Regions from separate parts of the Mus musculus genome. Here region 2 is linked to region 1. The links are chromatin contacts, called in public ChIA-PET maps. All regions are on one chromosome and are shown on one strand. The core of a region is the stretch at or near the end of the contact, and the rest is flanking DNA. Distances in the headings are between cores, read along the strand shown.

Region 1 (7,330 bases), core at 2,314-4,813:
TAGAATCACCCCAGTTCTGGGGGGCCTCCGGGGAATTACTCTCTCATTTTTCATTGCTAAGGATGGAACCAAAAGCCTCACATATGCGAGGCAGTGTTCACCACTGAGTTATATCATAGCCTATTCCCTGTCATTTCTTTAAACTGTGACAAAAGGATAGTATACATTAAAACTTATAACACTGACATTTTAAAAAAAGATTTATTTATTTTATGTATATGAGTACACCGTGGCTGTCTATCTTCAGATACGTTAGAAGAGGGCATTGGATTCCACTACAGATGGTTATGAGCCACCATGTGGTTGCTGGGAGTTGAACTCAGGACCTCTGGAAGATCAGTCAGTGCTCTTAACCATTGAGCCATCTCTTCAGCCCAACACTGACATTTTAAACAAGAATAATAAAATGAATACCAAATTGCTGCAGCCTACTGGCTACAATGGGAGATGGAGTATTACCAGACCCTTTGAACAACTGTGTGCTTCTAACTTACTACCACTCTTCAGCTTCTATCAGAACTCACTCCTCCTGCATTGTGAGTTCTTCCAAAACCCCTTTCTTTATCCCCACCCCACCCCGCCCCTTTTGGTGGGGTAATGAGTGCCTTGTAGAACCAGGCAGGAGCCAAGTGATCTTTCTTGGTTGAGAAGAAAGAGAAGTGGAGAAACTAGCCACACTTCCTGGGTAGCCCATAAGTTAGTTGGCCTCGAAGTGTAAGGACTTGGCAGGGAAATTCTAGAGGAGATTTCAAGCCTTCTACAGCAGTGGTTCAACTGGAACGTGTTACCTTGTGTTTAGAGCAGGGGCAAGATGGAGAGATACAGTATCTACTCTGTCTTCACTGTGAAGTTTCAGGACTCACAGTACCAAGTGGAACTGCAGAGACTGGTGGGCAGTTTAGCAACCCTCTTATTTTCATCCCATACAATTTTAGGGTGTGCCAGTCTTTAACTATTTTTGCCATTTCTTTTCATAAAATGTGAACATTTGTATTTGTGGTAGTCCTTTGAATAGAAGCCGTCCTTTCTGCTAATAGCAGTTGCTAAGTACAGACTACAGAGGGATGGTGAGAACAGGCTGTAGGTTTGAGAGAGCAATGTGTCTGCAGTCTTGGGTATGGATCTCACCAACACCTCATCCCCTCTACTCAGCACACACATTCTTTTAGTAGCCAGAGACTGTGTTTGGAAAGCTGCCATACAAATGTAGTTCAGTGGAACAGATTTAATGAGCTTTAGTAAGCTAGGGACTATGGCTGATCATAGAGAGGGAACTGGGGTATGTCCTTAAGGAGTTGTCATTCTAGATGAAAGAGACTTTCACAAAAATATATATAAAACCATTTCTTGAGCTTTGTACATGATTAGCATAATTTTTAAACACTAAAATCATGTTTTTGTGTGTGTCAGAGAACAGCTGTTGGGAGTGAGTTCTTGTCTACCATGTAGATCCTAGGTCTTCAGACCAGATCATGCATATCTCCTGAGCCATTGTGTCTTTTTGTACATGGTTATTAAAAATAAATCCAATCACTGGGTGTGGTGGCACACACCTTTAATCCCAGCACTTGGGAGGCAGAGGCAGGCGGATTTCTGAGTTCGAGGCCAGCCTGGTCTACATAGTGAGTTCCAGGACAGCCAGGGCTATACAGAGAAACCCTGTCTCAAAAAAACCAAAATAAGTAAATAAATAATAAAAAAATAAATCCAACCATAAAAACATACATACAGTGTAGGAAGTCCCCAAGTGATTGTCCCCAGTAATCCACTACTGTTACCAGTTTAATATTGGAGGGATTGAGATTTGAAGTGTGCCTATAAAGTAAAAGCCGAGAGAGGAACTGGTGGGGAAAAGGCGGTCACACTGAAGGTACCATCCTGTTCCAGGAGGAATATCTCTAGCTTCTTTAGCACTGGTAAACCTTCTGCTGGGACACCCTGGTGACAGAGACCAACCTTTGTGAAGCATCCACTAGCACCTTCTGTGCTAAAAGTCAGTGTGTTGGGCACCTTGCGAATGTTACTGAGTTCATGCTTGTACTCTTAAAGCAGAGGAGGCTATGCTTTCATCTAGGAATCTGAGGAATCCTTGCCAGGGTTATGTAGTTAGCTGCAAGTGATTTGTGATATGTATGTAAGATAGTCACTTTGTGGCTTAGCTTCCTCATGTCTACAGTTGAGTGGTAGGGCTGGAGAGATGGCTCAGCGATTAAGAGCACCTGACTGCTCTTTCCGAGGTCCTGAGTTAAATTCCTAGCAACCACATGGTGGCTCACATCTGTAATGGGATCCAGTGCCCTCTTCTGGTGTGTCTGAAGACAGTGACAGTGTATTCACATAAATAATAAGTCTTTTTAAAAAAGTCATCTTAAAGTTGAGTGGTAATTTACCTGCTTCATAAAGAGGTGTTGAAGCCTAATGAAATGATGCCCAATAGGTCAGTAGGATGGTTTGAGGCATGTTAGTAGGTTCTTAGTAAGCATTAGCTACTATCTATTATATCCTGTTTCTTCTTCAGACCCCCATCTCCTCCTCACATGTGATTCACATATGCCATGTACTTTCTTCCCGGTACAGTTGCTCCTCCTAGTTTTGTCTTGTTTGAGATAGGCTGTTACTCTGCCTTGGCTGGGCTGGAACTCTAGTAGTGAGTGGATCAGGCTGGCCTTCTGCTCCAACCTCCCACTTGCCAGGACTGTAAGCACACAGCACCATGGTGGCTTTGAGTCTCCTGCTTTTTGTCAGCTTCTTTCTCCTCAATGCTTCTCATTCCTCTTTTAACTATTCTCTACCATCCGTGTCCTCAACACCTTCCTATCTATTGGGTAGCCTCCTAGCTCACCTTGCTGCCAGAGAACCATTTTGTCAGGTTAATCTGGCTCATACCACAGCTCTCTGTTAAAACCATCCCAGATCCTTTATTTGAATCCTTGAAGTTCAAGATTTCCCAATTCTGACCTCAGTTCACCTTTGACACCTGGTCTCTCACTGCTACCACACCTTTCTGCTTTCTTCTCCCTTTCCCGAGAGGAAAAATTTGATTTTGTGCTTGAAGATCCAGATTAAAATATTACTTCAGTTTTCTAATCCTTCCCTCATCTAAACTGGTTAGTTTCCTTACATCTTTTATATGAGTTAACATGTACCATCTTGGGATAAAACTTGTAGTCACTTCTGATCTGTGGAATTGTAACCCTAGCTCAGACGTTGGGTATAATTCTTGTATGGGTATTAACAATATTTAATAGCAATACATTACACATACTTCATTAAATGTTTCTAGTTGTAAAGTGAGGGAATTCCTTTAACTATCCCAGGAGGTGTCCAGTGGGTGGCAACGCTGTCGAGATCTTGTCTGAGTGTGACATTTCTTTTAGTCATATAGTTGCAGCAGACTCTGAGGATGATGAGTCCCTGTGCCTGTTGAGGGCTCTAGCCAGCGCCTGCCATACTCAGAACTGTGCCTTGGCCCCTCGGCCCCTCCCCACAAATGCCCACAGGAACAGCGGATTAGGTTCTGGCAGCACAGCTGGGATTTTGGCGGCCATTCCAGTCAACAATAGCGCAGCTATCGGGACAGAAGAGCGAGGCCTACGCTCCGCGGCTAGAAACTGCCTGGGCCGCTCGTTTGGGTGGAGGAGTGGGAGGAGCAGGCACACAGCATGGCATCTTGGCCTTGCTACGCAGAAGGTAGGGGCTGAAGAGATTCCCTGCGGAGAACAGGCTAGGGTGGCCAAGTCCTAGGGCGGGCAGGCGGGCGGGCAGGCAGGGCGCTCTGAGGAGGCCTGCGCTTTGTGTGGCGGGGAGCCGGCGGGCGGCCGTGCGCCTGCAGACACGCCCCCCTCGCCGCGCCGCAGGAAGCTGCCCCTGTACAAGGCCTGCGCCGTGCGGCTCCCCTGCGCTCGGCTCCCAGGCTTCCTCTGCGCCGGGCGCCTTTCCCGCCAGGGGCTGGCCGTGGGTTCGGCGGCTCTGGGCCTGCCCGATAGGGCTGGTCTCGGAGGTGGACAGGCCGTCACTGCTACTGCCTTAAGCCCTGCTGGAAAGCAGCGAAGGGGGAGTGTCCTGGCCATCTCAGGTTGGTGAGGCCGGCCACCGCGGGTGCGTTTTTGTGTGTTTACGCCACAGCCTCCAGCCCTTGCTGCGCGTGCTCTCCCTTCAGCAATGGAGCCTGCGGGCTTGCGCCCTAGCCACTCTCCCCGCCCCCGCACGTCCTGCTCAGTTTTTAGGGCACGGGCAGGCTTCACCTGGGTCCTCCTGGTAGGCGTCGTCCCCCCCCCGTCCCCCCCCCCCGAGCTCTTGGCTTCGCTGTTGCTCCCAGACCGCGCGGAAGCTCGCTGTGCCTTTAAAGAAAGCAGACTCCTGGCTGTGACGCACTTCTGGCTGTCAGCCAGGAAGATTGCTTCTGCCTGGCCGACTGAGAAGAAACCCAACAACTTTTCTTTTGTGTGTGGGGTTACTTTCCACTGCCCCCCCCTACCCCTGTCCTTTCAAGATTTAAATGCTAATGGCGGATTAAAACCTGTAGATACGTTTGGCTTTAGGAGTCCGGTAAGGCCCCCAGCACTAAGACTTTTTCTCCCTCACTCTTTCTCGGGTTAGTTTTGTTTTGTTTTGTTTTTTCAAAAAAATGGACGAGAGGGTGGGGTGGTTCATCCCCCTCACCTCCCTTTGCTGCGCCATCCTTAGAGGGGAGGGAGAGGAAAGGGAGAGCAAGTAAACACTGAGAAACAGGCGCTGGCCCTGCGCAGAGCTTGCCAACATCCGGGAGTTGGCGCCTTTCTTTCCCCTCATAGATGTCAGCGTGTTTTTGTTTGGAGGGAGTAATGTGTGCGCCTGTCCTAGAGCTATAGAGACGGCCCAGTAGAGGGCTTCCCTGTTTCCTTGTGTGGTCCTAGATGTTTTTGCGGTGTTGGACAATGAAAACGTGTCTTTTTTTATTTTTTATTTTTGTCAGCTGCCAGGGATCTGAGTGTGTGAATGTAGTGGTTGGGGATAGGTGCTGATGAACTGCCCCAGAGGGCTGTGTATGTGCGCTTGCGCAGGCACTTCACACAGTATCTGCCTGTAGGCCGCAGTCTAGTTCATGATTGCAACTTTTCTGCTAACATTTTTCCGATCATGACCTTACGAATATGGGGGAAAGGACTAGGTGTCAGTACTGTTAGCTCTGATTAAGCCCGGCAATGTGAAAATAGACTGACCTCAACAGAAGCAGATTGTCCTTTAATTAGAACAATGAAGGGCAGCAGGCTCTCTGGGGAGTGGAGGCTGAAGAGATACAAAGGGCTTGGGGTTTTATAGGGCAGAAAAGGGAACTTTTGAAGGTTGGCGATTGCATCTGCAGATCTGTACTCTGCAGTCTCAAAACTGTAAATACTCAAGGGTTGGTGTTTGGACTTTCTTGTCAGGAGCGTCCCTGTTCCTAGGTGTTATGGGCCTACTTACTTCTGGGGGCTTCTCAGTCCTCCTGAGGCTTTTAGGTCATTAAAAAACTCTTTGCCTCCTCCTCTTTCCCCTTTTTCTCCTCTTGATTATGTGGCCTTACCTGCCCTAGAACTCAGAGCCATCTTCCTGCCTCAGCCTTTCAAAGTGCTCTAGAGGTGGGAGTCACCAAGGACGATTTTTTTTTTAAAGAAACAACGGAATGTGGGGTTTTCCTGAAGTCTTTTCATTCCTTTCCAGATTCTCAGGACTCTGAGTCAGAAATCTAGGTTACAAAGAGAGTGGTGTATGTGCAGAGGGAGAGGCCTGAGCTGAAAGTTAGTGCCTTAGAGCAAGTAGAGAATTCATCCAGTAACTTCATTTGCTTTTGATTGCAGAAATGCTGAGAAACAATTGACTTGTCCACACAGCCTACTCAGGGCTTTCCCCCATAATAGAGAAAAGATAATGCTTTTCTTGGCCTTTTTTCCCCCTTTTTTTCTTTTGGTATGAATGGTGGTGGTGCACATCTTTAATCTCAGCACTTGGGGGGCAGAAGCAGGCAGATCTCTGAATTGGAGCCCAGTCTGGTCTACAGAGCAAGTTCTAGGATAGTCAGGTTTACACAGAGAACACCTGTCTTGAAAAAAACTAAAGGAAAACCATCTCAAAACAACTCAGCCCCTTTGTTAGCCAGAGGACACACCAGCAAGACAGCTCCTTTTGTTGTTTGGGATTTAATTTTTGTTTGTTTTTCTTTTTTCTTTTTTTGATTTCCTTTCTTTTTTAATTAATCATTCTATTCCTTTACATCTCAAATGATATCCCACTTGCCTGTTACCCTCCACAAATCTCTCCATCCTGCATCCATCCTGTACCCCCTCTCCTTTGCCTCCATGAGGGTGCTCCCCCACCCACCCACTCTCTCCCACCCTGCTGCTTCAGTATCCCCCTAAGCTGGGGCATCAAACCTCCACAGGACCAAGGGCCTCCCCTCCCATTGCTGTTAGGCAAGGTGGTCCTCTGCTACATAAGTATCTGTAGTCATGTGTGCACTCCATGCCCGTGCACTGCACTCCTTGGTTCCTGATCTAATGTCTGGGAACACTGGGTGGTCCGGCCAGCTGATGTTATTCTTCCTATGGGGTTGCAATCCCCTTCAGCTCCTCTGTTTTTGTTTGTTGTTTGTTTAATGAGTACACTGTAGCTCTCTTCAGACACACCATAAGAGGGCATCAGATCCCATTACAGATGGTTGTGAGCTACCATGTGGTTGCTGGGAATTGAACTCTGAACCCCTGGAAGAGCAGTCAGTGCTCTTAACAACTGAGCCATCTCTCCAGCCCCCCCCCCCTTTTAATTTGTTTGTTTGGTTTTGTTTTTTTGAGAAGTGATTTTCCTATGTCACCCTGACTGGCCTGGAACTTGGTATGTGGACCAAGCTGGCTTTACACTCACAAAGATGCGCCTGCCTCTGCTTTCTGAGGGTATGGACCACTACACCTGGCTTTGCTATTGCTATTGTTGTTGTTAAGACTGGGTACAAGCAATCCTCCTGTCTCCACCTCCCGTGTATAATGAATAAACATTTTATCAAGGTAGCTTGGCCTTTGTCAGGGCCCTCTAAGGTAGCAAACCAGGTAAGATCCAAGTCACAGGTTAGTTGCCTGTGTCTCTTGATGTATTCCTCCCAGAGGAACTCCCAACATCAGTGTTCAGTCCAACAGCGCACAAGTTGCTCAGGTGAAGGAGAGGGTATCTATTTTAGGGAGTGGTGCTGGAGCCTGGAATTTTTATAGCAGGGTAACTGATAGTTAGGTTTTGCCTGAACTCAGGTGTACAGATGCTGCAGCCATTTTCTTACCTGTGAGTCTCTAAGCCTTTGGAACTTTGGAGTTGGAGCCTGGTG
Region 2 (7,330 bases), core at 1,388-3,887, 300 kb after region 1:
AACGAGGCCAGGGAAGTCACCTAGGGGAGGGGGACAGAGAAGGGGGGTAAGAGGAAGAGCATTCATATGCAGGGAGAGAGAAAATGCAGGGATAGGGAGTGAGAAGGAGAGCAAGAGAGACTAAAATGTCTGCACTTAATAGGAAAGAGCACTCAGGGGAGGGGAAGCCCAGCCCCTGGGTACAGGGAGTCTTATGTCAGGTAGGCACTGAGGGATACCGGGAGAACCTGGAGGCCAGGTCCACTTTGGTATGTTAAACATTCACCTCAGCTGTTTGTCCTGGGTCTGAATCCTAAAAGGTCTCTATCCTTTTTTGGCCACAATCTGTTGATGCTGTGTCCACCTTTCTGCCCGATTGATTTCCAGTCTGTAGTCCCCACCCCTATCACTCCTACCTAAGACTTAGTCACATCATTGCCTACTTGTTCATTTTGTGACTTGAGTTTGAGAGCTGGCTCAGAACATAGGTCTGATAGAATCTAGGTCAGGGGTTCGCCTTTTGTTTTGGCCAATTTTCCAGCATATGGCTGTCATTCAATAGATATTTGTGTGATCAAATGAACTAACATTTACCAGTAAGCTTTTCACTAAGTATTTATGATGTGCAGGTGTACATCTCAGAGACCTCTGAAAACTCACAACCACACGATAGTGGGAGGAGTGGCTATATTTAGGGCCTAACTCTGTAGACTGGCTTTGAAGGTGATACAGATAGTAGCTTCCTTCCCTCCCTCCCTCCTTCCTTCTTTCCTTGCTCCCTCCCTCCTTCCTTCTTTCCTTGCTCCCTCCCTCCTTCCTTCTTTCCTTGCTCCCTCCCTCCCTCCTTCCTGTCTTTCTGTCTGCCTTTCTTTGAGACAGGGTTTCTCTGTGTAGCCCTGGCTGTCCTGGAACTCACTCTGTAGACCAGGCTGGCCTCGAACTCAGAAATCTGCCTGCCTCTGCCTCCCGAGTGCTGGGATCAAAGGCATGCGCCACCGCGCCCGGCTTGTGGTGAGCTTCTTTACCCACTAAACCATATTGTCAGCCTTAGGTTGAACCTTCTAAGGAGTTATTCAACAATATCTAGAATAACAAGAGGTTAAGTTTATTGGTGGGGAGCGGGTGGGGAAGTAGGGTGAGGAAGGTTTTCGGTAGAAGAAACAACAGACACAAATGCTCTGAAGCCTGTTTGATGTGTTTGGGAACTTCCTGAAGGTCCATGTTTAGCGTGGCGAATAGAGTGCTTGTTTATCGTGTCTGAGGTTCTGGGTTTGATATTGTAAAAGTGTACACACACACACCACAAGAAAAAAAAAAAAGGCCAGTGTGATGGGAGATTAACAGAGTGGAGAGAGTGATAGTAGATGACGTCTGACATGTATTTTTATATCAACAGCCTAACCCTTAAGCCAGGCAGCTGTTGGGCAAATCCGTGTTCTGGTCTTCAAAGGGCTCACTCATAACAGGAGCTGGTTTATCACTGTCAGAAGAGGGACTGGGCCTAATCCAGTCTCCTGCCTCCGGTGCCAAGGACAGGGGTAGGGCACGGAGGTTTCGGTAAAGATCTGCTGACAGTACGCTTGAGAAGAGAACAGGAAGTATAGGCTTTGCTAAAGGAAGCCTGGGCGGGGTTCTCTGTTTTTGGGGCACTTATTCTCAAGTCGCTACCATCTCCTCTAACGGAATCAGAGAGATAGGAGAATGAGATGGGAGGAACCATCACGGGCTTTACCCCACAAACCTCAAGAGGGTGGGGCCTGAGAGGTGGGTTGCAAGAGCTACACAAGGGCATAGGATGTAGATCAGGGACGGGCAGGGTGTTAGGAAAGCAGATAGACCTGTTAGGCTACGTACAGGTGACGTTTTACCTACAGTGGGATGGGCATTTCATTCTGCTTTTTGGAACAATTTCTTCTTTAAACACTTGTAGCCTCTAAAGGGCTTGACTAGGGGCTTCCCTTCCCTTCAGTAACCCTCTAGAAAGGGTCAGGGCCACCTAGGAACTAGTCCTTTTGCAGTACTTAGATGTGGCCACCAGGGACCGCTGCGTACGGGAGACCGGAGGCGCGGGTTATTGAGAGGCGGAAGCCGATTGGCTGCGAGGCGCGTCGAAAGGGCGGAGCCTGGGAGTCGGGAGTTGGGGGCTGGGAGCGCGCCCCTTGGCCAAACCTAGCAGGACCATAGTCACCCCAGGCGGCTCCAGGTTTGTCATCCTAGTGCGGAGTTTCTGTCCAACCTGACTTTACAGTGGAGTCCGGAGAGCAGCGCTGCGGCCCGGAGATCCGGACAGGGCAGTAGCTGTCACCGCCGCCGCAGGCCTGAGTTACCTGAGCAACTGCGTGTCAGGGGCCCGCCTGCGGGCGGGCGTTAGAGCTGGAGGCTGGGGTGCGCACGGCAGAGGCCGAGGCCCCATCCTTGTCGCGGGGCCGCGGTCCTGACGACCACCAGCGCAGGCAGGGTCCCCAAGAGACCCCGCCAGTTGCGGGGGGCTCTGGCGGGCGCTCTCCAACAGGTTATTCCGGGATAAGCCGGCTCTGGGGCGGGCCCGGGCTTCGCTGGGGGCCGGGCGGCGCGGGGCGGGCCGGCGGTAGAGCACGCCCCCGCCCACTTCGGGCCCGCCCCGTGCCGCCCTCCCGCCCTCCCGCCCTCCCGGGAGCCGCTGTCCCGGGCCTGGCCCGTGCGCGTCCGCCTGCTGCACCGGGGCACCAGGAGCCGCAGAGGTACCGGACCCGGCGGGGGCGCTGACCTCGGCCTAGGAGTCTTAGGATCCCGGAGACATCCGTGTCTGCTGGGGCCTGTAGGTCGCACGCCGAAGCCCTAGCTGCTGAGGCTCACCGCTGTTTCTCGGGGCGAGGTCAGGTGCCCCCCTTCTCTCCTCTCTTCTCTCCCTCCCCCACCTCAGTGCGGGCGGGAGATTCTGCCCGCCTCCTCCCGCAGGGGTGCAGCAGGCTGCGGAGCTGACAGCGGCCCCGCAGCCACCCTGCTCAAACTCTCCGGAAGCAGATAGAGCTCAGGCCGCCGCCGCAGCCCCGGCGGACCTACAGTTGGACCGGAGACTCCGATCCTTCTGCGTCCAAACTTGGGGCACTTGACCTTCGCTTATCGGAGGAGGTAAGCCCGCAGGTGGCTGGACAGCTGCGGCGCCGCGAGGGCATCTTGCTTTGGAACCGTCGGCTGCACTCCCTGACTCTGGGATTTGCTTCTGGGATCCAAAGGTGTCTACAGCAGGCGCATGTTGACTGAGACCTACCGTCATGGATGTGTGCGCCCGTCTTGCCCTGTGGCTTCTTTGGGGGCTCCTTCTGCATCAGGGCCAGAGTCTCAGCCATAGTCACAGTGAAAAGAATACAGGAGCTAGCTCCGGGGCGACTTCTGAAGAGTCTACCGAAGCAGGTAAAGAAGGCCTTGCGGCGGGCTGGACTGGGCTGGGGGCTTGATTGACTCAAGACTGAGTGGCCCGAAGTGGGCACGTTGGAATCTCCGCACATGTGAGATACACCATAACACTGTGTAGTCTCAGTAGTCCAAGAAGTTCTTTCGTGTAGTAGTCATGCCTAATGTTAGTATTTCCCCAGAGCAACTTTCCTTATCCCTCCTCCGGAAGGTAGTGAGAAGCCTCATGGGGACACCTTGACTTTTTAGATCAGTAAGGTTGAGGCCCCATTCAGGACTTCTTGTCTGGAAGAGTAGCCTTCTCAGATGTTAAAATTCCTTTTAGCCAGTTTTATCACTTGAGGTATAAGGGGGTGTGTGGCAATGGTGGGTTGAGGCCACTCGGGATGGGCAGGGAAGATCAGGGCAGGGCTGGGTCTGTTTTTCTACAGCTTGGTGTTCAGGTGTGCCTTTCTGTTCTAACCACCGTGAGAACCACCGTAGTCCCTCCTTTCCCTTAGGAAATCTGTCTTTTGCTTGTGCCCATGTGAAATATCAAAGCAAGTCCTTAGATGGAATCCTGTTTACCACTAGGGACTTAAATGGCCCTTTCTTGACTTCTCGGTAATAAAAAATCCTGGGACCACTTGTTGACTTAATCCGTTTCTTCTGACTGATGAGAGTAAGGATTCCATGTTATTATTTTTAATCTGTCCTTATTTTCCCTGTATACTTACAGAGCTTTGTTTAGCAGTAGTAGCTCTGGCCAATACTTTTGCAGTAGAAAGGAACCTTTAAAAAAAATACAATTAATTTACACAAAGTTTAGAAGCTCACCAGTTCTCTTTTTCTGTTTTTCACACCCTGTCACTACAATCTGCCCCAGACTGTAGCCTGAAGGGTTGGGGACAGAAGACTAGTTAGGGTGTTTGAGGATAGGCAAGTTCAGAGAGGGGATGTCTCAGTGGGTATCTGCTGATACAAGCAGGGAAAGAATATAAAATATGGCGGTGAAGTCTTTTATGGATTGCATTAGTGGTAGACTTTTTCTTGGGCTGCCCTCTTTCAGCTTTTTTGACTTGGTTGTCTGAAATTTTAGGTGTTTCAAGGGCTGATTTGTAGGTGAGGCCAGGACTGTCCCTTATACAAGCATGGAGTTAGGGCTGTTGCTTTTAGGATTGGTCATTCCTGCATCTCCATAGGAAATCTCCTAGGCCTCTGAAACTTAGCTTAAATTTGTTTCCCCCCATTGGGCTATGAATGGAAAAATTGGTTGAACTGTGAAGTAACCCTGAGTAGTCTTTCTGCAGTCCCAGTGACAGACATCCTGGTTTATAATTGATCATTTATCCTCTTGTTTTCACTTCAGAATATGTGTGTATGACATAAAATCAATCTTTCTGAGAGCTGTTTGGTATGTCAGATCTAAACTAAAAGAATGCAGCTTCGAGTTTTAGGCATTAGCAAGCCTTTAGGAAGTTGACTGTAGGTCGTGTGTGTGTGTGTGTTTTGCCTAAGGTAGAGAAGCATTCCAGCATTCCTCAGGAATCCCTCAGGATGAGTCTGTGGAGACATTCCTCAAACGTCCTATCTTTGAGGACTGACTGTTTAGATTACGCCATAAAGGCCTCTCTTTTCATCTTTATTTCCTCTTAGTTCAGAAATTGGCTTCCATCGTTGTAGTAATTATATTCCAGGGAGGAAAGTCTCAGGGACTCTATGTGTTAGGAATGCCTATCGTTTTTGTGGGAATGTGGGTGTCCTTCCTACCTGTATTGTTTTGGTAGCTTGTCTACTTGGGTCACTATGGAACTTTGGCTCAGGCAGGGACTTTTCTTTCTTCTTCAAAGAAGTGGCTTCTACCCTAGATTCTGCAAAGGGTTTGGAGTGAAACTGTTGCTATAGCCAGGATTTGTGCAGAGTCTTTCCAAGTCCTCTGTGTCCACAGAACACATGAGTTTTACTTGCTGTTAAAGCTACCCCTTCTATACTGTTCTTTCTTCTTCCCTCCCTCTCCTCTATCCCTCTGACTCTCCCTGTCTTTCTCTTTCTTTAGACTTAGTAGCCTAGGTTGGCCTTAAACTTAAAAAGTAGCTGAAGCTGGTCTTGAGGTCTTGATCTTTCTGCCTCCACTACTCAAGGGATGGACTACAGGCCACAAGACACCATACCTGTCTTAGCTACCATTTTCTCAGCAAGATTCAACATAATTGGTAAATTTGTGTGCTCTGCACAGTTTATATTTTACAGTTACATGGCTTACTCTGCAAAGCCTCAAAATAACCCTATTAAAATGCAGCGAAAGATAATACATCCTTATTTTTACATGTGAATAAATGCTTTGGGCTATCAAGATGGCTCAGCAAGGAAAGGGTCTGCCTGTGTATATCTGATGACCTTGGCTCAATCCCTGGGACCAAGTAATGGGAGAATTGATCCCATAAAGTTGTCCTTTGATCTCCATATGTACATCATGGCACATGTGCTCACAAATACACATCGTGCACATGTACACACACACACACACACACACACACACACACTGAAAAATAGAAAGAGAGAGAGGGAGACTGAGGGACTGAGAGAGTAGGACTAGGTTCTTTGCTTTGTATTTGAAACAGGTGTTCTGATCTTAAGTCCTGGACTTCTTCCATCTTCTCAGGTCCTGTCCTGTTAAAGGAGTGCTAGGTGGGGCCTAGAAAATGTTGCTCTCCTCTTGGCAGTTAGGTAGGCCCTGGTGACTTTGTGTCTGAGATCCAAGAAAAGGAGTGCTTTTTTTTTTTTTTCCTCCTGGAGAGGCGTTGATAAAAGAATCGCCCCTCCCTCCAACCTGTTATCTGTCATAAGATTTGATTCTAAGGATTTTGCTAAAAGTCTTATGGTGGCCAGGTATGATGGCACATGATTATTGTCCCGACACTCAAGAGGCAGAGGTAGAGGCAGGTGGATTTATGTGAGTTCTAAACCAGCCTGGTCTACACAGTAAGTTTTAGGCTGTTAGGAATACATAGAGAAGATTGTCTCAAAAATGTTTATGGTACACTAAGGCTATAGCTTAGTAGTGGAGTGCTTGGTTAGTGTATTAAAGGTCCTGTGTTCCATTTCCAGCACCACATAGAAAAAAGAAAGAAAGAAAGAAAGAAAGAAAGAAAGAAAGAAAGAAAGACTTAGTGACTTTTTTTGTTTTCTGTGTCTACAACAAACACTATTAAACTCTTGACCAGGGACTAGAGAGATGACCCAGCTGTTAAGAACACTTGTTGCTTCTGCAGAGAATCTGGGTTCTGTTTCAGCACTTACATGGTGGCTCACAACCATCCTTATCTCCAGCTGCCCTCTTATAACCTTTAAGAGCACCCAGCATGCACTTGGTGCACATAAATACATGCAAGTGAAACACTCATACACATAAAATAGGAATAAGTCTTTAAAAAAAAAAGCAAAACAAAAGCCAAACCCTGACCATGGGGGCTGAGGTTACACTGGTAGCTCAGTCGATAGAGTACATGTCTTGCATGCATGATATCCTGGATTTGATCTTCAGTTAACACCAAAACCAAACCACCTCACCCATCAACCAGATAAACAGAATTTCCTCTGAACCGTGAGCTTGCAGAGCTTACTTTAGGCAGTGGATAGAACATTCCTGTTACTTTTTGTCTTAAAAAATACCTGAACACCCAGTTGTATTAAGTCATTTTCTCAGGAGAGATCTGTCTATGGCTGTGTCATTCTAGGGCCTACATTTTTAAAGCTGACTTAGCATGAGTATCAGGAATCTATAGACTCTAGGGTCATTGCTTGCAGAAGCTCAAATGTTTTCTACAGAATGTGTATTGAGTAAGAGACCTCAGGTCAAGTCTGGAGATGTGGCTGCTATGATAGGTGGTTTTGAGGGTTTCTAATTAGAAACTGGTTTAGCTTGAATAAGGTTTTGGAGGATAGGCATCTATGTAGAGTGCAGGCTCTGCTCAATCAA

Evidence for each region. ChIA-PET counts read pairs in DNA pulled down with a chosen protein or histone mark.
Region 2: an RNA polymerase II ChIA-PET map of memory CD8 T cells shows a contact between it and region 1, with 211 read pairs. The contact joins the promoter of Stim1 here to the promoter of Numa1 in region 1. A contact is called at or near these places in 5 of 115 datasets of contacts at active chromatin or transcription factors (embryonic stem cells, extraembryonic endoderm stem cells, memory CD8 T cells and 2 more) and 1 of 9 other capture datasets (adipose tissue).

Annotation. Positions count from the first base shown.
Region 1 is chr7:101,966,280-101,973,609 of GRCm38.p6, forward strand. It overlaps Numa1 (nuclear mitotic apparatus protein 1), which reads left to right and starts at 3,564. Exons shown (of 25, transcript NM_133947.3): 1 at 3,564-3,690.
Region 2 is chr7:102,265,182-102,272,511 of GRCm38.p6, forward strand. It overlaps Stim1 (stromal interaction molecule 1), which reads left to right and starts at 2,638. Exons shown (of 12, transcript NM_009287.5): 1 at 2,638-3,372. The coding sequence starts at 3,234.